Linked DNA regions of Rattus norvegicus: region 1 is linked to region 2. Evidence: chromatin contacts called from public Hi-C data. All regions are on one chromosome and are shown on one strand. The core of a region is the stretch at or near the end of the contact, and the rest is flanking DNA. Distances in the headings are between cores, read along the strand shown. Region 1 holds the start of Cdkn1b (cyclin-dependent kinase inhibitor 1B). Region 2 holds the start of Dusp16 (dual specificity phosphatase 16).

What was found. Hi-C and Micro-C count contacts between places; a contact is called where the count stands out from the background.
Region 1: a contact with region 2 is called in a Hi-C map of liver, with 5 times the contacts expected there. The contact joins the promoter of Cdkn1b here to the promoter of Dusp16 in region 2. A contact is called at or near these places in 2 of 12 Hi-C or Micro-C datasets (liver and mammary epithelial cells).

Annotation. Positions count from the first base shown.
Region 1 is chr4:169,489,601-169,495,390 of GRCr8, forward strand. It overlaps Cdkn1b (cyclin-dependent kinase inhibitor 1B), which reads left to right and starts at 1,904. Exons shown (of 4, transcript NM_031762.3): 1 at 1,904-1,940; 2 at 2,277-2,790; 3 at 3,321-3,448; 4 at 5,630-5,790. The coding sequence starts at 2,316. The coding sequence ends at 3,439.
Region 2 is chr4:169,357,490-169,363,068 of GRCr8, forward strand. It overlaps Dusp16 (dual specificity phosphatase 16), which reads right to left and starts at 4,019. Exons shown (of 7, transcript NM_001106624.3): 1 at 3,665-4,019.

The DNA.
Region 1 (5,790 bases), core at 654-3,153, 130 kb after region 2:
GGCCTGGAAAGAGCCATTTTGGATCCTTGTTAGAGAGAAGGGCCTACAGATCGAAATCCATGCAAATCCAGACAAAACTGGGAACGCCGAGACCACCAGGAGGGAGAGGGGCAGAAAAATGAACCAGCCTGGGAATGAGGAGACTTGCATCTAATCCTGACTCTGCCACTAACTGGATGGAGGTCCCCAGACAGGAAACCAGAGGATCAATGTCCTCATTGCTAAAAAAGAGGCTAAACTCATCTAAGGGCTTTCTGGGCTGTTACATTTTGACTCTAGGAGGCAAGGTGTGTGTGTACGCACACACACACACACACGCACATCCTGACAGACAAGATGTGGCTAAGAAAACAAGTCAATATTCAGTTTCACTACACCATAGCATAAGAAAACTATGCTTCTATGGGACACTAAAACAGGAATTTTATTTCCAATAAGATGCATTGTGTTTAGCACAAACCAAGATTGTTTGGGAATCCTAGTGGGTAAAGCTCTTAAAAATCTCACTGAACTCTGAGTCACGACAGGCCCACCTATTTTAACTTCTATCACTGTTTTAACTTTCTACCACTGTGCTCAGCATTGACAGAGAAACGTGAAGTTGCCCAAGGAGCTAAAGAAAATACCCAAACAATATTAGTAGGTGTTGGTAATCCCTGGGTGGTAGTATTATAAATCACTTGCAAATCTAGTCTTGGACCCTTAGGAAAGCATTTTCGCCCTTCAAGAGCCTGCAGCTCTCTAAAAGTATTTGCTTGTATTTGAATATTGTTCTGAGTAGGTTGGAAGCAACAGGCTGGTGGGAGAGAAAAGGGGAGGAAGGAAGGAGCTGTTGTAGTTGGCGTCTGGACTCAGGTGGAGGAAACGGCTTCAGCTCTGGGGGAGAAGAACTGCAGAGTATAGAAACTATAGAGGCGAGTTCCCACACGCAGCCTATAGCAATGGCTTTCCCACTTGGAAAGCACTTGGTTCCCACTGTGCTTGGGAACCAAGAAAAATCAGAGCTGGCTTTTTCAAAACTTAGTGTCTGATGGCTATAAAGCAGATGAAGAGGCTTGAGAGAGCACTGAGGGTTTTGAATCTCGAGATGGGAGTGCTTGGATTCAGAAACACCCTGATAAGAGTCGTCAGTCCTGGTTCCTTTTTGAAGCCGTCTCCGGCTTGTCCTACTTAGCAGAGACTTCTGGGGTCAGGCTAAGCGGCCGATTCCCGCAACCTAGCTAAGTCACCCTGCGGGGAGTGGGGGTGGGGGGGGATCCCAGGCACCGAGCCAAGGTTTCCTGGATCTTTCGCCTACCCTCCCTCATTCCCACCTCGGCGAATGCAGGTGGGTTGAACTAGCCACTGAGGCTCCAAACAAGCAGCCAGCGACCTCGGAGCTCACTGGCCCAGGCCCTGGGTTTCGCGGGCAAAGACCTGGAGGTCGCAGTCCGGAGCGGTGGCGCGCCTGCCAGCGCAGCTCTACAGCGCCCGGACCTAGATTCCCGGGTCTCCGCCTGGCCGCCGCGCTGGCCCCTCCCCAGCTCTCCGGCCGTTTGGCTAGTTTGTTTGTCTTATTTTTAATTTCTCCGGGGCCAGCCAGAGCAGGTTTGTTGGCAGTCGTACACCTCCGAGTAGTCACGCGACCAGCCAATGTCCTGGCGGCGGTACGGGGAGGCGGCGCGCTCGGGAGCGCGGAGAGGCGGCGGCGCCGCGCCCGGGGCCACCTTAAGAGCGCGCTCGCCAGCCTGGGCGGAGCCGCTCCCGGCGCCCAGACCAATGGAGCTCCTCCTCTGTTTAAATAGACTTGCATTGTCAATCATCTTCTTCTTCGTCAGCCTCCCTTCCACCGCCATATTGGGCAACTAAAAAAGGAGGGGGGCTCGTGCTTTCGGGGTGTTTTTCCCCCCTCATCCCTTGTCCCGACTCACTCGCGGCTCCGAGACTTGCGCGGCGGCAAGGTTTGGAGAGGGGCTGCGTTCGCGGGACCCACGGGCTCGCCCCAGCCTACACTCCGACTGTTTGCCACCTCCTCCTGCCTCCTCCCCTCCCTTCCCCGCCCTCCAGTACACTTGATCACTGAAGCTTCGAGCTGCGCGGCCGGGGCGTCCCTGCGCCTCTCTCCCCAAGACCTGCGCGCTCTTGCGGCTCGGACGGTCGCTCGCCTGGCTCTACTCCACTTGGCCGTCTCTGTGTGCAGTCGCAGAACTTCGAAGTGGGGTTTGCGCTGCGGCAGGGGCGTTTCGCTTTTGTTTGGTTTTGTTGTTTATTTCATTTCATTTTTTTTTTTTTCGGAGAGAGGCGAGGCGGTGGTCCACACCCGCCCGGGGAGGAAGATGTCAAACGTGAGAGTGTCTAACGGGAGCCCGAGCCTGGAGCGGATGGACGCCAGACAAACCGAGCACCCCAAGCCTTCCGCCTGCAGAAACCTCTTCGGCCCGGTCAATCATGAAGAACTAACCCGGGACTTGGAGAAGCACTGCCGAGATATGGAAGAAGCGAGCCAGCGCAAGTGGAATTTCGACTTTCAGAATCATAAGCCCCTGGAGGGCAGATACGAGTGGCAGGAGGTGGAGAGGGGCAGCTTGCCCGAGTTCTACTACAGACCCCCGCGCCCCCCCAAGAGCGCCTGCAAGGTGCCGGCGCAGGAGAGCTTGGATGTCAGCGGGAGCCGCCAGGCGGTGCCTTCAATTGGGTCTCAGGCAAACTCTGAGGACCGGCATTTGGTGGACCAAATGCCTGACTCGTCAGACAGTCCGGCTGGGTTAGCGGAGCAGTGTCCAGGGATGAGGAAGCGACCTGCGGCAGAAGGTGATGATTCTTTGGAAAACTTAAAATGTCTGTCTGTCTCCGTAGCTCCTCTTTGCTAGACCCTGTTCGCTTGCTTTTTCCTGCGTGTTCTGCTTTAGTTCTGGGAGATCGAGCCTGTTTGATGCTTAGGTTTGAAATACCCCCAGCTGACTGCCTGGCCTGTTTATGATTTTGAAGTCAGAAGCCGGAGATAGTAAGATGTGATAACTTCCCCAGCCTAACGCGTCACAGTTCCTCCCCTCTAGCCAGCTGTAGATATGTGACAAAAGTTAGGATGTTTACCAACTGCCTCCTTCTTGGCTAGGGGGAGAAAAAGAGACGTGGGGCGTAGAATACTCCTTGTGTTAGTGGAAACAACCTCATTTTGTGTCCTTAGAGGCTACCGGGGATGACGGGTCCTGGGGTCGTGGGTGGAGGTAGTGGGTTGATCATCCCCTGACTCTTGGGCCAACTTCTGTCAGCCATTGTTCTCGATAATAAAGATGGTTTGTGTGTGTTCTTTTAAAAATTTCCCCTTGCCCCCCTCTTAGATTCTTCTTCGCAAAACAAAAGGGCCAACAGAACAGAAGAAAATGTTTCAGACGGTTCCCCGAATGCTGGCACTGTGGAGCAGACGCCCAAGAAGCCCGGCCTTCGACGCCAGACGTAAACAGCTCCGGTGGGTTAATGAGGAAGAGCACAAAACTGACACCCTAGCTGGGCTGCGCTCCCCCGGGGGGGGGGGGCTGCAGACCCCAGAACTGCTGGCAGATTACTTGCCTGCCAGGAGGAATTACTTTCCTAGGTCAAAAAATTAACACTGAGGAAGGCTGGAATCACTTGAGGGGACTGTATGCAGTATTTGTATCCCAAGATGTTTACCTTAAAATGGAACCAGAATGAGTGTCCCAAGAACTTGCCACCAAGGCCCCAAAGGATAGGGAAAGTTATATCCTTCTGAATCCCATTAAAACTTAAGCTGGAAATGACAATTTTCCTTCCCATTCTCACTTCATGAGAACCCATTTCCCAGAGGTTCGTTTTCAGCCAATAACCTATTTTGAGCCGTTTGAACCATAGAAAAATGGCAAATATATAATTACGTTTATATTCTTAAAAGAAAAACCAGGTACACGTAGTGCAGGTTTGGTTAGGAGTGTCTTGTGTTCTTCTGCTTTTGTTTTGGTTTTTGGGTTTGTTTTTTTTTTTTTTTTTTTTTTCGAAATAGGGTTTCTCTGTGTTAACAAACAGCCCTGGAGATTGCTCTGTAGACCAGGCTGGCTTTGAACTCACAGAAATCTGGCTGCCTCTGCCTCTGCCTCCTGAATGCTGGGATCAGAGGCATTTTGCCACCACCTCCCTGTACTTTTTTTTTAATTTTTTTTTTTTTTAAAGTTGTGCCTTTCCTTGTATGCTGGTAAATTTTGGAGAGTAAGAAAGGGACTTTAAAAAAAAAAAATTAGAATGGAAAGTTCAGAAGTACTAACGCTCCCACAGAATTTCTGATTTTAACCCTGAGGTTACAAAGCAGAAGTTAAATGAGCAGCCAGAGGAAGCAGTCCTCTAACACGTCAGCGCCGTATGCTAATTGTGCTGGAACAGGATGGTTTGGATGTTTATAGGGGAAATGGATGGTAGATGTTAGGACCAACTGAGAAGGTCCAGCACAAGTGTGGATTTTTCCATGTGTCAAAATCTCATCACCCCACTTGCCTAATTAGAGTAACCCAGCCCCTAAATTTACATAGATTGACTATTCATATGAGCCGACGATATATAATAATTTATAAGCTTGTTATGAACAAAGGCAGCAGTCTCTATTTCTAAAGCCCACTCGTAACCCAGCATATAAATAGATTTTAACAGTTTATTATGAACTTTCCAGGTCCTCATTTATTGAAATTTAAAAATAAGCGAAGGGATATAGAGATGGCATAGGGTTCCAATTGGTTGTGTTTAGAAGTCATAACGTCATGATATACCTTCTACAGACATAGCATTTTTTTTTTTTTTTGTTCAGAGCTGATGGAAAATGGCCATTAGAACCACCTTCCGTATAACACCCTCTATAAAGTAGGCAAATTGGATGGAAGTTCTTTCTAAATAGCCATCACACCTGTGTTGGTCTGTGTGGCTTGGGGCCTAGCTTTTCAGATGAGCCTCCTGGATTTTTACCTGGCCTGTTAGAAAAAAGGGCATTTATTGGCCAAGAAACCATAAGGCTCTAGTCAAAAGCACTCAGGCAAATATGTTGCATATGAGTAAGAAATCGAAAGGTTGCATAGACTTTGTGTGTGTGTGGGGTGTTTTGTATTTTTATAATTGCATTTCCAGGTATTTTTCAAATATATCAGGAAAATATACTACTCTGAAGTATGATGTTCCTGAATTTCTTTTCTTTCTCACCCTCTTTGACCCAGATTTTATAGATCGAGTTTCTCAACCTCTGCACTGTTGACATTTTGAGCCAAATTACTCTTTGTTGTGGTAGGCAGTCCTGTACATTTTAGAATGATGGGCATTATCTCTGGCCTCTCCCATCGGACACCAGGAGCAATCCTCTTCCTGGAGCTGTGACAATCAGACATGTCTCCAGACATTTCCAAATGTCCCCTGGGGCGTGGGAGGGCCTCACAAAATTGCCCACTTGTTGAGGACCTTGACTCTAACACCACACACAGCAGAACAAAAATCCAGTGAAGATAGTGTTGGGGATAACTGTAGTCTTCAGACCTTTAGTGCCTATATTTATCCTGCATCACTGAAATGTTTGTTAACTAAGATAGTAGCAAAATGATTTCTGTACTTTGGCAATGTTACTCTAGTGTCTTCTCCCTAATTGTTTTGTTTCTTTTTGCAGAATTAAGAATAATTCCTTGTTTATTAGATACATCACTGCTTTATGAAGCAAGGAAGACATACATGAAAAAATTTAAATACATATCGCTGACTCCATTGAATGGACATCCTGTATAAGCACTGAGAAAGCAAAAACAATAACACTAAACATTTTAGGCACTC
Region 2 (5,579 bases), core at 2,769-5,268:
AAATAGTATGTCTTTAATACACGTTTTTTTCTTGATTGCATGTGAGTCAATTTGGAAATTTAGTTAATAATTTGAACATCTTATGATTTATCCATCCTGAATCAAAATGGGTCATGAAACTGTAACATGGATCCTTCTACTTTAAACTTAACTCCGGTGATTAAGTTTTACGTTTACATATAGTTATATGATCACAATAATCCATCATCTCACCCCTAGATTGTGTGTATGTATATGTGTATATATATATATATATATATATATATATATATATCCCACAAAAAATAGAAACCTGACTTTTTGGTGACAAGAGGCCTACATAATTAACTAACATAGATCAGGAAAGAGATGACAAATTATTATTCTCCACTTGTTGAAGTACCAAGGGGTAAATTCCACTTATACCTCTTTCCTTTCATCCCAAGAGGTATCCTGTTTCCTCCTGTATTGGTCATACCCCTAGCATATGCATACCCATATGTGCGCGTGCACAGACAGACAGACAGACAGACAGACAGACACACACACACACACACACACACACACACACACACACACACACACGCTTGTCCTCAGTAATCTGCCTTAGATTCTCCTTTTGAACCACACTTGGTTTTTCCAAGTCCTGTATCTGCTTAAATTTCTAACCGCCTATCTCAGTCAGTGTAAGAGAATGACCTCTTCTTAAAGTATAACCCTGATTTTTTTTACTTCAGCCAGCTTTCAACACCCTTCCTTCATAAAGCCAACCCTTTATCTATCTAAATGAAAGAAATGTATAAAAATAACAGATTACCCACAACACAAGAAAATCAGGGGAAAATGACATCTGGCTTTTAAGATTTACTTTATGATTTTGCTTAAACCAACATTAGTAACATTTTTTCTTTATGATGTGAGTATCAGTCTCAATTTTAAAATCTGACACAGTTATTAAAGACAATCAAGCATCAAATGTATTGTTTCCTATGAAGTCTTTTTAACATGTTTAATCTGCTGAAAAATGTTGAAAAACTTGTTTTGTTATGCTTGGTTATCTTTTGGGGGAGTTTTAAGCCAAGTGAGATTTCCCTATATTAATCTACTCCTTCAAGTTATGGTATCTTCTGTTTGAGAACTCAAGGCTCTTAAAAAACATTGGTGTCCAATGAAATTATTAGTCCAGATAAGATGCAACAAAAAACTGTCTTTGTTGGAAACACCAGGAACATGAGACTGGATAAACTACACTGGTAAATTACATCAAGTTATATTTAACAGGACTTTATGATTGGTTGAAAATAGAAAAGACTTAACAATGGGCAGTTATATAAACTTGCTTGTTTAATATATTAAGGCCAAATAATGAAAATCCTATGAAATTCAATTTCCTAATCCAGGCAGTTAGAGGGAAAAAAGGGATATTTTAAAACCCCTACGTTGTTCCTGCTCCTCTCTAACTCCAGTCAAACTTCCCTTCAAGCTTCTCAGACCTACTCTCTCTATGTGGGAGGCGACATGGGCTTAGGACCTCACCTAACCCTAGGCCAGACCTACTCTTAAACTAGCTGACCTCTGCCCCCTCTGTTCCACTCTACAAATAAGTTTTCAACATCTAAGAAAAAGGAGGAAGGGGAATTGGTACCAGGATCTTCCTCTTTGTCCCCTTTCTCAATTACTATAATTAAACCTTTGATCAAAAAACCAGGAACTCCCAATTTCATATTAATATTTTAATTTTGTAGGTACTCAATTACAGTCATGGAGCTGAACTAAATGACAAGAACTTGGGAACTGAACAAAGTGAGAGCTGGGGAGGGAGTGGGTATTGTGCACTTTCCTGTTCCCAACCCTGTCCATTAAAATTTACCATCTGAAACACTAAAGTAAAACCAGCACAATTTTAGGATAAGTATTCTGGTATGCTGAGATACCAGGGAGAAAAAAAAAAAAAAAAAAAAAAAAAAAGAAGTAAATATCTTTATCAACGTTTTATAATTTTAATCAACTTATTCACTACTTACTAAAATTTAAAATAAACTTATTCCTAATTTTCTCTCCATTAGGAACTCTGACAAACACAAATATTGAACTAAAAACTAATAATTCAAGCTGAAGTCCTGAATTTGTCCCATAAGATGGTAAATGTCAAGAAAAAATTAATATCAACACCCCACAAGGTCGTTAAACACCAGTAAATCCCACAGCTTTATTCTTAAAATAAAGACCAAAAAACCCTTTTGCAGTGCCTAGTCACATTTTGACTAAAATACACAAAGCCACAAATACTTCAGTTTTCAATATACTTCTCCAAGCTGCTGATCTTCACCAAATACAGAATTTTATAAATCTGAACCACAGCCGTCCCCCGAAGTGTGCTCATCAATAATATGATTCTGGAGTAGTTAAAAGGAAATTATCTCAATGGTGAAGCTCTTTGTTCCCCTTTTACCTTTAAAAGTCTTTTCTTTATGGGAGATGAAAAAGCATACGACTCTTGAGGAAGTAGTTGTCGACTGTATCAGCTCCATAGAGTGGCCAAGAGCCCCCCTCCCCAGTCTGAGAGAGAGAGAGAGAGAGAGAGAGAGAGAGAGAGAGAGAGAGAGAGAGAGAGAGAGAGAGAGAGAGGAGAGAGAAGGACACATACCTGGTCATTTCCCCAGCAGGTTCCATAGGTTTGATTCACTTGTAAGAGCAGGGTATCTACTTACAATCTTTAAAGGCAAAGTGGCACCCAGCGCACTGTGTAAATAAAAACCTCAGAGGTTTTAAAACCCTCATCTTAACTCACTTCCCCCTTGGTTCCAGGGGACGGCTCAGCCAACCCCACAGCAAATGAGATTATGCAACAGGTTTTTCCTCTCTAAGCATGGGCTGATTAGAGGTGTGCGTTCTCCAAACAGTCTGAGACCCACGGGGCTTCCGAACACCGAGGATCTTGGAAACAGACGTTTAAGGAAAGTTCTTTCCAGTTTTGCAGCGGCCATTCATTTTAAGATCTCCTTGTACTTCCCCCAAGTTTATTACCAGCTTTCTGTAGGAAAACAACCGTCGCCCGCTCTTCAAAGAGTTTGCATACACGTCCTCCTCAGGGTTTTTTTTTTTTTTCTCACGTGAAACTACACGATACTCACAGACCGTCCGTTGCTTCCCCCGTTTTAATGTCTCACATTTTACGGCTACTGTAAATAAAGTCACCGACGGACCGCTTTCCCCCAACACCGTGACGGGAGCCCCGGAATGGAAGTTGAAGTGTGGGGGTGGGTTTTCTTTTTCGGGGTTGGGGGCATGAGTTTTAAGGAAGCGGCACCGTCGCTCCCCAGGTGGCCTCGCTGCCAGCACACAAGGTGAATTTGGGATAATGGAAACAGTCAGGCCGGGGCCCCACTTGGCAGGCGTGTTGTGTAACAGTCTGGAAGTGAGCAGCTTCGCCCGCCCAGGTGCCCGCGACCCGCGGCCCGGAGCTCGCTCGCCCGCTCGCCTCCGCTCCGCTCGGCGCGGCGAGGCCCGGGCGCCCCCGCGACTCGGGCCGACCCCCCAGCGCGGCCTACACACACCCCCGTCACCGACGCCGACGCCACTCCGGCCGGCCGCGGCCCGCCGGCCCCCGGGGAGAGCGCGCGGCGGCCCGCACGAGGTGCGGACGCGCCTCCCAGCCGGCCCGCGGCCCGCCGCGAACACTTACTTGAGGGGCGGCCGGCTCCAGGCTCGCTGTGTGGGGAGCGAGCCTTGTCACCGCGTCGCCCAGCCGTCGCTAGCGCGTCCTCCTCGCCGCCGGGGCTTCTCCTCTGAGGGGTGGGCGGAGAGCTTAGCGAGAGCCCGGGCGTTTGCAACTTTTCTTCACTTTCTCTTCCACCGCCCCCCGAAAGGGGGAAAAAAATGTCGACAGGGATGAAGAAGTTGAGGTAAAGTTGGGGGGGTCCGCGCGGGAAAAGTGGAGAGGGGGAGGGTAAATGGCTGGAAGTGGGATGAGAGCCCCCCCAAACGGTGATGCCCGCAGGAGGGGACCAGGGGGGGTAGGGTGGGGGTTGGGGAGAGAGAAAGAGTCGCTGGTCAGGAAACTTCAAGCGCCGATGAGGTCATCGGTTTAAAAATAAAGAGATGGCGTCACTTGAAACCAATCCCAGTGAATGAACTCAGCGAAGCCCGTGGGGGGAAAGGAGGAGACAGGCGAGGGCAGGGCGGGGGGCGGGGGCGCCGGACGGGGCCGCGCGTCGCCCGCCCCTCGGTGCTCGTCCTCGCGAGCCGGAGGCTCCGGAGGCTCCGGGAGGTGGGCTCGGATCCTCGGGCGCCACGGGGAGGAAGAACCCGGCGCCGCGCGCAGGCAGGCCGCCGCCGTGCTGCTGCTTGCTCCGCCCGCTCGCCCGCCCGCGCGCCTGGTCGCTCCGAGTTCGCGGCCCTGGAGTCAGAGTCTGCCGCCCGCCCGCACTATACAAAAACACGGTGACTAGAGACTGCTGCGGTCACTCTGTAAGAAGGTTCCGGAATCCCAAATCCGGGGCTTTTCTCTTGAGAGGGAAGTTACAGGTACTTTAAGGAAAATTGCACCCGAGTTGTCAGACATTCACCCGTGTCTTCGACCTTGCACCCTATCCGAATGCCTCGATTTATGGCAAACATAGCCAAGGATTATTTTAAAAAATCTTTTCTGCGTGCCCTCGGAATGGCTCAGCATGTAAAGTGTCCATGCGGTGGAGAGAACCGTCTTTGAAAATTGTCCTCAGTCCACATGCCGGCCCCACCCCGCTATACACACAAATAAATAAAAATGTAATAAAACTTTAAGGGGGTTTTGGGCAGTCAAGAGCACTGACTGTTCGATTCCCAGCATCCACAGGGCAGCTTACAACCATCTGTAACTCCAGATCCAGGGGATCTGATGCCCTCTGCTGACCTCCATGGGCACCGAGCACACCTGTGGCGTGAACATACAAACATGTAGGCAAAAACACCCTTACACATAAAATAAGTATTTTCTTATCAGAAGTGCAGCATCATCTTAAGTTAAACCAGAGTTCACTTCCTCTCAAGAGATGCGAGACCTACTTGATTTAACTCCAAGTTTCTCATGGATTTGGGGGTTTTGTACTTGTTTTCTTTTTCTTTTCTCTCTCCTCTTTTCAAAGTAGCTTTGTTTTTGAGACACTACATACTTTGGAAAAAACGAGAGACCTGAGGTGGCGACAACCATTCTCAGCCACTGAATAGGACAATCGAAGCTTTATCCCAGCGCCCTTTGAGCATCTGAGCTTGAAGCTGCTTCTACTAAAAAGGCTTCACGTGGATATCACATAAGAAAGATGAGATTAATGACAGAAAAGCACTCTCCTGGTGGACTGGCCCAAGAGCCAGATTCCTGTGTAGGAAGAATTTACCCCAAAACACTGTCATTTGCAGGGTACTGAAGTAAGGATTCTGGCCCTTGAAGGCAGTATGTTGAAGGAAATAGATGTGGACACTGCCTAGGTGCCTTTTTTAAAGGTGGCAGAAGAACTGATGAGCACGTTTGGAGTGGGTTAGAAACATGATATTTCTGTTAGTACTCTCCTACCTTAAACCCTGCCACCATGGTGCATCGTTAAGGCTGGCGATCACTAATC